Regions from separate parts of the Bicyclus anynana genome. Here region 2 is linked to region 1. A link is a contact called in public Hi-C data. All regions are on one chromosome and are shown on one strand. The core of a region is the stretch at or near the end of the contact, and the rest is flanking DNA. Distances in the headings are between cores, read along the strand shown.

Region 1 (5,275 bases), core at 1,388-3,887:
ACTTGGATTGAATTTGATATGTACAATGTCGATTTTAATCTGCAGCATTGTTTTTATTTGATTTGAGAACAAGTTGTCATCTTCTGATGTATCAGATCATATTAATGTCTTCGTCAGCGGCTAACTTTAATTGTTAACTGCTTATAACAAAATCATAATAGCTGCTAGAAGGTATGTTATACTATTTAAATCCCTTAAGGACAATACAGTTGTGTTGTGTTTTATGTTCTAAGGGCGACGACTAGCACCGCACTGGAGTACTACCACAAGGCTCCGCTTTCATTTTTTTATCCTCTCGTTTAAAAAATCACAGTCTAGTCTTCAGAAATTTATTATTTAATATTTGCATTAAATTTGTATGACAAAATCATCCATCATTTAAATTCAAAAAACATTAACAGCCATATATAGAACCTCCTCCTTTTTGGAAGTCGGTTGAAAATAGTTAAAAGCACTCTACATTAGGGAAGATGCAACATTTCGAATTTGAAGAAAACTATTGTATGTTGCAAACAAAATATTATTTTAGTAAAGATAAAAATAAATTTTAAAAAATCTTGATGCTTTTGAAGTCGTCCAAAAATTTTAAGAAGAATTTGTTATAAAATATGTATTTTCACCAGTCGGTCAAATTATTTCGATTTTATTTGGTTTTATTTATTTCGATCAACTTCATGGACGTCTCGGATGCTGAGCTATCTCTCGGACATCTGAACCAAGTATAGTGGTAAATCTGACAAGTGTAACGATGACTGAAAATAATTCGTCGCATTTCGAAAGGTTTTCGTCTATTTATGTATTTTAGATTTTTTTGTCGTTTCTTATATTTTGTGTGAATTCTGCATTCAACAGGATATTAGCCTTTGATACGAAACTTTCGATTTCTAATTCTTGCATAATCTTTTATTTACCTATCTGTCTGTCTGTGAAAGTCTCGTCACAATCGGTTCAGCCGTTGTGAAGACTAGGCATATTTTTATTATTATGGTCTTGTCGTTGAAACAGTCATTTTAGAAAAAAAATATTTTTTGATCAAATTGAAAAAATAATACTGAAAAATAATTTTATTGGCTTAAAGCTTATTAATTTATACCACTGTTTTCTTTTGGCTTACATATTTAAATAATCCTTTGAAAATCACATCACAATCGATTCAGTCGTTGTGGAGATAGGGCAGACAGACACAAATGTTTAAAAAATATTTGTTTGTTATACCTATCGTTTAAGCGATCACTATGTATCAAGAATTAAGTATTTTAAATCACTGCTACTTAGTAGCAGCAGTAAATTGAAAATTTTGAAATCGTGTAATTTTTACCAGCCTTGCGAAGGAGGGTTGTTTTCGAATATGTGTGTAATATGTTTGTATGTTTACATTATCACGATTTTAGCATAAATATTATTTCCCAAATTTTTATTAGATTTTACGAGTGTTTTGATTCCTATACACTATATTTAGCCTGAATGGCTTTTAGAAAAGGATTGTATGGCCGTGGCGTTTTGCTCGACTTGGCGATGGCACTGCCGTGCCCTCTTATAATAAGAACGTTTAGGGTAACTTGCCAATGTTCGGGCCACGTGTTAATAATATTGTAATATAATTGCAGATATTGTTGGAAAGACACGTGAACAATCACTTCAACGAGTCGTCACCTAACGCTGGCAATGGGAAGAAGGCCGCGGACAGTTCGTCCAAGTTGATACGGCGGAATGGCAAGAAGCTGCGGTACAGGAGACAGCCTTGGTCTGGTGAGTACTGAAGTATTTACCATTTTACACTTTATTTATTCAACAGCGCGCCGAGCTTTTTTGGCAGATGCATAATAGTTTCTCTTTAAAATATATAATTTCTAGGTATACGACTAGTAATTCTAAATATATTTATTTTAGTTTCATTGATTGAACTGGAACTCCTAAATCGACTAAACCAAAACTACCGTTTTTATCTAATTTGTACGGTGCCGCCTTAAACTGCATACCTCCAGCTCCCTTGATATCATCGTTCTTCCTAGTAGGAACATCAATTTAGGATTATTATTTTTTTTTTAATATTCAACAATGCTTATTAATAAAAATTTATAAATAACAGCCCTCCCGTTGTTGGATATTTTGAGTGCCTTGTTGAATTTTCCATAGCGTGCTGTTTTGTATAAAATAACATTGTATTTGTATAAAATATAGCATATACTAACGTGTGATACGTAATTCCATTTGCCTTTTTTTTCGCATGTTATTTAGGCATTTTTTTTAAATAGAACTCGGCATTTTCTTCAAGGAGCGCTGTGACACAACCTGTCTTTCTGAACGTCAAAAAGCAACTGTTGAACGGTTAGGCTAAAATCAGCATTGGGCATAATTTTCGTGCGCCATTTTTATGAAACGTACATGCAGTCTATACTATTTACTTTGTTGGTGCTAATTATGTAATAATTCCGTGTTCCAGCGCGCATGTTCGATTTCTTCGACACGGGCATGATGGAGGGGCTCGCGTGGCGCCTGTCGCGCTGCACGCGCTGGCGGCTGGGCGGCGGCTGTCCGCTGCGCGAGCCGCCGGGCCGGCACACGCTCACGCTGCACGCCGCCGTCGCCGCCTCGCGCTACAACGCGGCCGACGCGCGCCGCGAGACGCTGCTCACCTACTACCCGCCGCACGTGTGAGTGTCCCTGTCGTAGTCGTAGACACAGCGCGACTGACGCGACGGACGCGAGTCCACACATGGCGCGGCTATTAGACCTTTGGATTTGTATTGCACCCAAAGTCACGAACAAAATTGTCTTGTCATTTTTTTGTAGGTAAACTCACTTATCAAAAAACAAATTTAAAACAGATAAATATATTCTGTGTCCTTACACTACACACAACTATAAATTAAAAATTTTTCATACTACGAAACATTGATGCTATAGACGCAGTTTGTATAAAAATAAACTTGGGGCTTGCTACACTCAACTATAAATTTAATTTGTAATACTCACACGTATTGTCGGCACGGCAGGGCTGTGTCTCGCGATTGCCGCGTGTTGCTCCCGCGCTATGTTTGGACACGCCTTTAGGTAGTCAACGTTAAGGGCGAGGCCAAACGAGCGTAATTTTGTGAGTTGTCACGAAATTTCGGTCGCAGAAATTCGAGTGTAAGTCGGAACACGACTCATTTTGCGACGCCGTAAATGATACCAAATGCAGCAGAAATTACGCGACTGACAACTCGCAACATTACTCGTTTGGTCTCACCCGTATTTGACGAAATGAAAGCGTGACTAGATCCTTCAGGTGTCAGTTGTGTGAAGGTTTACTGCTGATTTGTTGCTTGTGGCCTCTTAACTATCACATAGGTTAAGTGTCTTCGCATACAAGAGTCACGCCAAAACCATAAACGCCGCCATTTAAAGCTAGAAGCGGCGTGCTGTAGCGTGTGGCGGCCACCGGCATCAGTATCACCGGCAATTCGATATAAAAACTACAGAAAAGTGGTCAGAAAAAAGTTTTGTGGCTGTGGTGTGGTCCCCATATGCGGGGATACTTACCTTATGTGGTAGCAGGGGCGTAGCTGCCTTTGTATCAGCAATATCAATGATACAGGGGCACCTGACGTGAGAAAGCAAAAATTAGTAAAATGTGATCCACAATCTCACTTAATCTTGTGTTCCCGGGGAAAAGAATCATAAAAAAACTGCAGAGTTTTCACTTAAAAAATGACAAAGTATCCTAGATAGGATAAGTACTGTCATGTTTATTTTAACCGAGCAGTTACCTTAATTATGCCCCTCAACTAATTTTGATACAGGGCCCCTTTAAGGCATGCTATGGCGGCTATGTGGTAGTTAGACGCCACTTAAGCAACAAGTCAGTAGTAAACGTTTACTTTTCCCTATTCTATAAGACAGTTAAGATGCGACTGAAGGAACTAGTTACGCTTTCCTTTGCCAGAGTTAGGTACAGCGCGTGCGGATTAACTTGACACCTGGTTCGCATAATGCTTGTACTTTGTAGGATTAACTTGACACCTGGTTCGATATTCGAATAATGTTTGTACTTTGTATGGTTGTGTTTTGGAGCCAGGTATCAAGTTAATGCGCACGAGTTATATATTTATATCAGATAAAGAATTTGACGTAATTCGACGAAGTCAGATGAAAAGTCTTCATAATTTCTAGGTGGATATGCTATGAGTACAATCTTATTAAAAGTGTTGGAAAAATCTAAATAGTTTTATCGCAACTCGGAATAAATGTTTTATATTTTTCTTTTTAAAATAAGAATAGAGCTTTGTTTCAATGTTTCATATCCAAATCGTAAAGTTTCTAGGACTATTATCAAAATCGGTTTACAGATATTAAACAGTTAAAGAAAATCTTCTCTTGCAATTTTTAGATTTAGTTAAGCTGGATTTATAAAAGTAGAATAGTATATTCTTTTAAGTGTGTATTAATTATTATTTTGAATAAGTTTGAATTATAAATTAAATCTTATGAATATATATTGTTATTCAATGTCATTAATTATTTCAGGTAAGCATAGCGAATGAGAGGAGTAATGTAAAACCAACAATAGTTTCCATCTTTTATAATGGGAGTGTGGTCCGTTTGGTAAACCATAGAATACATGTGCAAAAACATATTTCAATAAGTTTTGAGGAAAAGATTAAAATAAATTAATTATTAATTTTTTTCATTAAAGATAAATCAAAGTTAGGTTAGGTGTACGTTGACTGTTTTCCACTTGGCTTATTAACTCGTGATGATGAACTCTTAGACAGGTTTCTCACGTAATTACAATTAATCAATAAAGTAATTAATTAATGACTTGACAAGTTATCATCGTACGCCTACATAAAACATACTCCTACATACATAACAGTTATTGCCTATTTGCAGTAAGTAGTATTAAAACTAATTACAGTTTATAATATAAAGATTTGTTAGTACTATGGATATAAAAATTATTATTTATTGGTCACGAGTTTGTGTTTTGTACAATAAACATATTGTTTACATTAATTTGTTGATGATGATTATTGCTTTTTTGTAAGAAATTGGTATGTAATGATGTGACTATTATAAATTTACTATTATAAATAGATAGAGTCACTACAGACAGACCGATTTAATTTTTTTATTTACATCTAAAAATTCAAAAATACCAGGAGTCCGAAGGATAAAGACGATCGATATTCTTATAAATGGCCCTGAAGAGTTATAGAGTTTGAATAGCAATTTAAAAATCTATTACTTTTTCAATTCTGGTTTTCAACATTTAATTTTTACTATAATACCA
Region 2 (4,947 bases), core at 471-2,970, 190 kb before region 1:
TATTGTGCTTATCAACTTGCATATTATTATTATTTAACCTATTCATCAAAACTAATGTTAAGTTTTGTTAATTTGTTAAATACTATACTATTATAATAATAATTTATGGTTTAGATAAATGTTTAACTAAACAAATAAGTCCAGAAGAAACGAAAAAAAAATATAGTTAGGTATAATTATTAACAATTTCAGGTCAGTTTTCAAAAACATGATAGATTAACAACGTTCGGAACCCTCGTCACGCGAGTTCAACCCACACTTGTCCGGTTTTAATTTTTAAGCATTGACATACCTACCTACTTAAAATAGGTTCCTACTATAGGTATTTTTCTATGAGTGGACCTAATATATATTTAAATTGACAAACCTACCGACACTACCGAAAAGAATTTTCAAAATCGGCTTAGTAGAATCTGCCATTACTGATTAACTTTATCTCTAAATCTACTGAACCAATTCATTAAACCTGGAACCTCACAAACTCACAAACTTTACCTAGGTACCTACCTCTTTAAAATATCAAATACCTACCTAGATACCTAAGTACTGGATAACATTGATGTCCATTAAGTAGGTAAGTAAGTACACAAATATATTCCACTTGTGGGATTCAAACCCATGGCCTTGGATGCATACGGCAGAGTCAACCCACTGCGCCACTCGTCAAACAAAAACCCCTAACATAACCATCAAAAAAATAGGTAAATGCGTGCGTGAGGCTGATTTAGTATTTAAAAAAAAATACTCGTAATAGAAGAGGTTTATATTATATTATAATTAAGTTTATTTACATACCATTATGTTAAGTGTGATAAATAAGTTTAACCAAATTATTACGAGTCTTAAGATAGGCACAAGTCCACTCCCTACAAAGTTACTGATTTGTGACGTTGTTCCGCTTCCGTAAACCACGCCCACTGTGTTTCGAAATATATCCGATCAGAAATCAATTAATGCATATCACTTTTTTAGAATGGGAGTATTCCAAATTCATCCTTATACCTAGTTATGTTTTAAAAAAGGAATGATTATATTACAAGCATTTCCGTTTCCGTGATTTAAACCACGCCCACTCGGGTTTCAGTTAATTTTCTTGGAACTTTTAATTTTTATAGAATTGCAAATTTTTATTCGTAGAAAAACTTTAAAACTACGACTGCGAATACCATAAATGATAAAGTTAAGTTACTAAGTATGTGTAAATAACCATTTGCAGCAATATATTGTGTGTAACATCCTCCATAATATAAGATCAAATACTGAGTAGTGATCGTGAATTCCCGTTTTTTCCGCACAGATTATTATTAAATTAGCGTTGTCGAATGTCGAACAGCATGTGTTTTGTTTGCGTCCAAATAAAGAATGCTGGGCATAGAGGGTGAAACGTGTCATTAATTTCGATGCACTTGTTTCTTAGCGAGCCAGACCTCGTGTGCGTGCGGGCCTGTGTGTGTGTCTGGTCATTACGCTGCATTATTTGTTGTTAGGGCTGGGATGGGCCTGTCCCTATCGGCGTCGAGTCCTACGCTCCCTTCCGCGAGTATTTGAATAGGCTCGCATGTTGCGTAACGCGCGGCCAATGACAGCGTCCCTGCACATGCACGGGGCGGAGTCGTTACGTCACGGCGCTCTGCCCCCGCTGGCCGCGCAGCCGCCGTGACGTCACGCAGCCTTCGCCCCGCGCCTGCAGCGACTGCAGCGCCCATGCGGCCCGCGGCGACGAACCGAAACTCGCGACAAAACACTCGTGCGCTCAAAGATGGCGGATGGGTCGCCCGAGGACCGTGCCGGTCGGACTCAAAACGAGGATTTAACTTTTTCCGCGTCTGATCCATCACACGGTGACACAAAAAAGTGTAGTGGGCAAGCCGCGGAAGGCGTCAGATTGAAGTTATCGTTCTATACCGAACTGGATGCGAGTGAATCGTGTGAGAAAAGTGAGACGCGCGGCGTGGTAGGCGATTGCTCCGTGGCGGTCGCAACAGCAGATTTCCGAAAAACACCCGGCGAGAGCGTCGCTCACGACGGAGACGACAGGAAGAAGCGATGCATCGACCGATACGACAGCTCCGAGTCTTCTGACAGGTGGGCATTCCATTGTGTTACTTTGAGCTTTCGTTGTTTATGAATTTGTTTTGATAGTGTCAAAATGTGAGAAGTCAATGCTCTAGTGACCGCAGGCTGTTGTGCTCGTTTCGATGTCATGGCCATCGCGAGTGCTCGAGTTGCTAGGCCTATTCGGTTGAATGCCCTCCGAATTGTAGAGAATGAGTTGCGGCTCTATGCCGTAATCGAGTGTAATCTCTAACTGTAACTCCTAACTTCGTACTGAAATGCATATGATCGCTTGATGTATCACTTGTTACGTGTAAGCAAAGCTTTTCACATGGATACAGTGATTATATCACGCTCCCTCAAGCGGAACATAATACGCAATTATGTAGAAGTTAAATATGTGGCGGCGTCTAAGGGGTACAAGACTAAAAACTTAATCAGTTATGCCCATCAGATAAGAAGCAACTTGTACGTGTGTTCCATTCTGGTAGTAATGACCGTCCAAGTTTCTCTTCTCTAATAAAACTGCTAAAACTTAATGTATTTTATGTAGATTGTACTACAATTTGATTTGTTTTAACTGTCCTATGTGTCTACTTACAAAAATATTTTCATGTAATAAAATCCTACTTAACTTTTTGAATTAGTATCACAAGCACAGGAACTATTGTTTTAGAGCTAGATTATTTTAATTTGTTTTTAAATTGATGTTCAAATATTATGTTTTGCTAATGTTTAAATAAGAAACATATTAGGATCCCATTAAATATATGCAACATAATTATTACTAAAGGTTTCCCTGTTACTAATTACAGAATTGTTCAAGGTATTTTAATATCTGAACTTGACTTAATTTACATGCGGTCATTATCATTGCAATGACGTAAAAAAAGTTGATAGTCTGATAAAAATTATCTCTTTGTCTTTATTCACAGATGTTATCAACATTATATGTAGGTAACTAAGTATGTTTGTAGGTACCTATATCCATTATAATCAGAATTTTGTTGTAATACTGATGTCATAGATATTTAATACAATCCTTATTAATACTGTAGTGTTGCATAACATTGTTGATTTATATGTCGTCATCATCAGAGTAACTCATGTTCTATTGTCGGGACAGTCAAAGAAGTGATTGTAAATTTAAACCCTTTTTGCTGCTCTATTCGGGATTGGTGGTAGATATACCTAACTAATCAAATAGCTAGACTTCCTACATACTTTTTCAAAAGATTGAAGATATATTACACTAAAAAGTGCTAAATATTGTACCTATATCCTATCTTCTGATTGGTTATCAAACCAACCACCAGACATAATCATTATCAGTATCTGCCATATCTTTCTAAACATAACCAATATTCCCCTTCCCCTCCAATTAGTTGTAAAGACTGTTAGGAGTGGGTATATTAAGAGTATGACGGGTTAGATAGAACCCATGATCTCTCGGTTGAGTCGAGACACTTTAACAGTGTAGCTATTTATAAAGAAACTTCACGGTATCAATTCAATCTGTTACACCCAATGATAATTTTATACTATATATTGTTTTCGTCCCTACAAAATCACTGCAAAAAGTGATCTGAATAATAGACTACAAAACTGAGTGCATACATGTCTTTAATTCCATTATTTATTTATGTGTATACAGTTTTTACACATGTTGAACACACAACTCGACTTTGTAGACAATATTTAGGTATTATTGGTGTAAATAACGTTCATTGTTGACTACAACTAACATGGAGATTGAGACTACTGCTCCTCATTTTTCATGACCTAGTAACACAACTAACAGTATTTAACATCATTGGTTACACCATTGTTTCTAACTAGGCTTTGATGGTAGATGAAGGTAATTATTATTTGAAATAGGTAATCAGATTGGTAAAGAAGTACTTATACAATAGAGTGAAGATGAAATTTTTAAAAAGTATTCGGTCAATAACATTTGCTTTATTGATATTATTATTAATAATATACAGAGGTCAGTAAATGATTACTTTATCTGCTTCGACCTAGCATAATGTTGGTGTTATTTTTATATTTATTTATTATTGTAACCCAGATATGACACAATTCTTAATTGTACAGCTAGGTATTATACATTATTATAGTGTATTTATTTCATACTGTTTTGAAATGGGATAATGATTAATCAGAATTTGGAGGATATTAAGCACAGCAAAACTGTTTTTGATTTGTTTTTTTTTGTTATGAAAACAATCATAGAAAAGGGATACTTCTGCCTACTATGAGTTGTCTTTAAAATGATAATTGACAATATATTTTTTTTTGAATATATACAGGGTGCCCTGTAATTAATAGAAAAAACGCAAATGGTAGATACTTACACTACCTAATTATCTAAAACTAATTTATATAGTTTTAAAAAATTCCCTAGGGTGACCAAATTGTATTTTGTTGGTTGGTGAAAACATTGGTTTTTTAATTTTTCTACCTCAGTGAAACAAAGAGTAATCACTTTTTACAATACAGTAGCTGCTGTAATTAAGATTATAAGATCTGATTTTTGTTAAACATTACAGATTAAATTACCAATGTACTTACTATTACACTATTTTTTTATATAATGTTTCATTTGTTTTGTACTCATAGAAGAAATTTCGAGTGCTATAATTATTTTTCTTTTATTAAGATGACTCGATTTAAAAAATTGTCACATAAAAAAATGTATGAAACTGAAGTGTACTATCATTTTAAAATAAAACTTGTGTCTAATCTTTGTAGTTACAAAGTTGCAAGTACAAATATATTTTCAATACAACAAAAAAAATTTAAAGTGTGCACATTCAGACTTATTGCATGCTTGCTTAAATTTACTAATGCAGTAATTTGTATTGATTTGGTATTAAAAACTAAGTAAGT

What was found. A called contact is a pair of places that touch in the nucleus more often than the background predicts.
Region 2: a Hi-C map of whole body shows a contact between it and region 1, with 4 times the contacts expected there. The contact joins the promoter of LOC112046764 here to the enhancer-like site in region 1. A contact is called at or near these places in 2 of 2 Hi-C or Micro-C datasets (whole body and whole larva).

What each region holds. Positions count from the first base shown.
Region 1 is chr6:16,352,008-16,357,282 of ilBicAnyn1.1, reverse strand. LOC112046764 (zinc finger protein jing homolog) reads left to right here. Exons shown (of 6, transcript XM_024083540.2): 4 at 1,608-1,749; 5 at 2,444-2,654. Among protein-coding and RNA genes, the nearest start is that of LOC112046735, 58 kb to the right of the region's middle. Within about 2 kb of position 2,637, at least 7 of the 8 cell types and tissues checked have open chromatin away from gene starts, as enhancers often do.
Region 2 is chr6:16,540,126-16,545,072 of ilBicAnyn1.1, reverse strand. LOC112046764 (zinc finger protein jing homolog) reads left to right here and starts at 1,720. Exons shown (of 6, transcript XM_024083540.2): 1 at 1,720-2,085. The coding sequence starts at 1,760.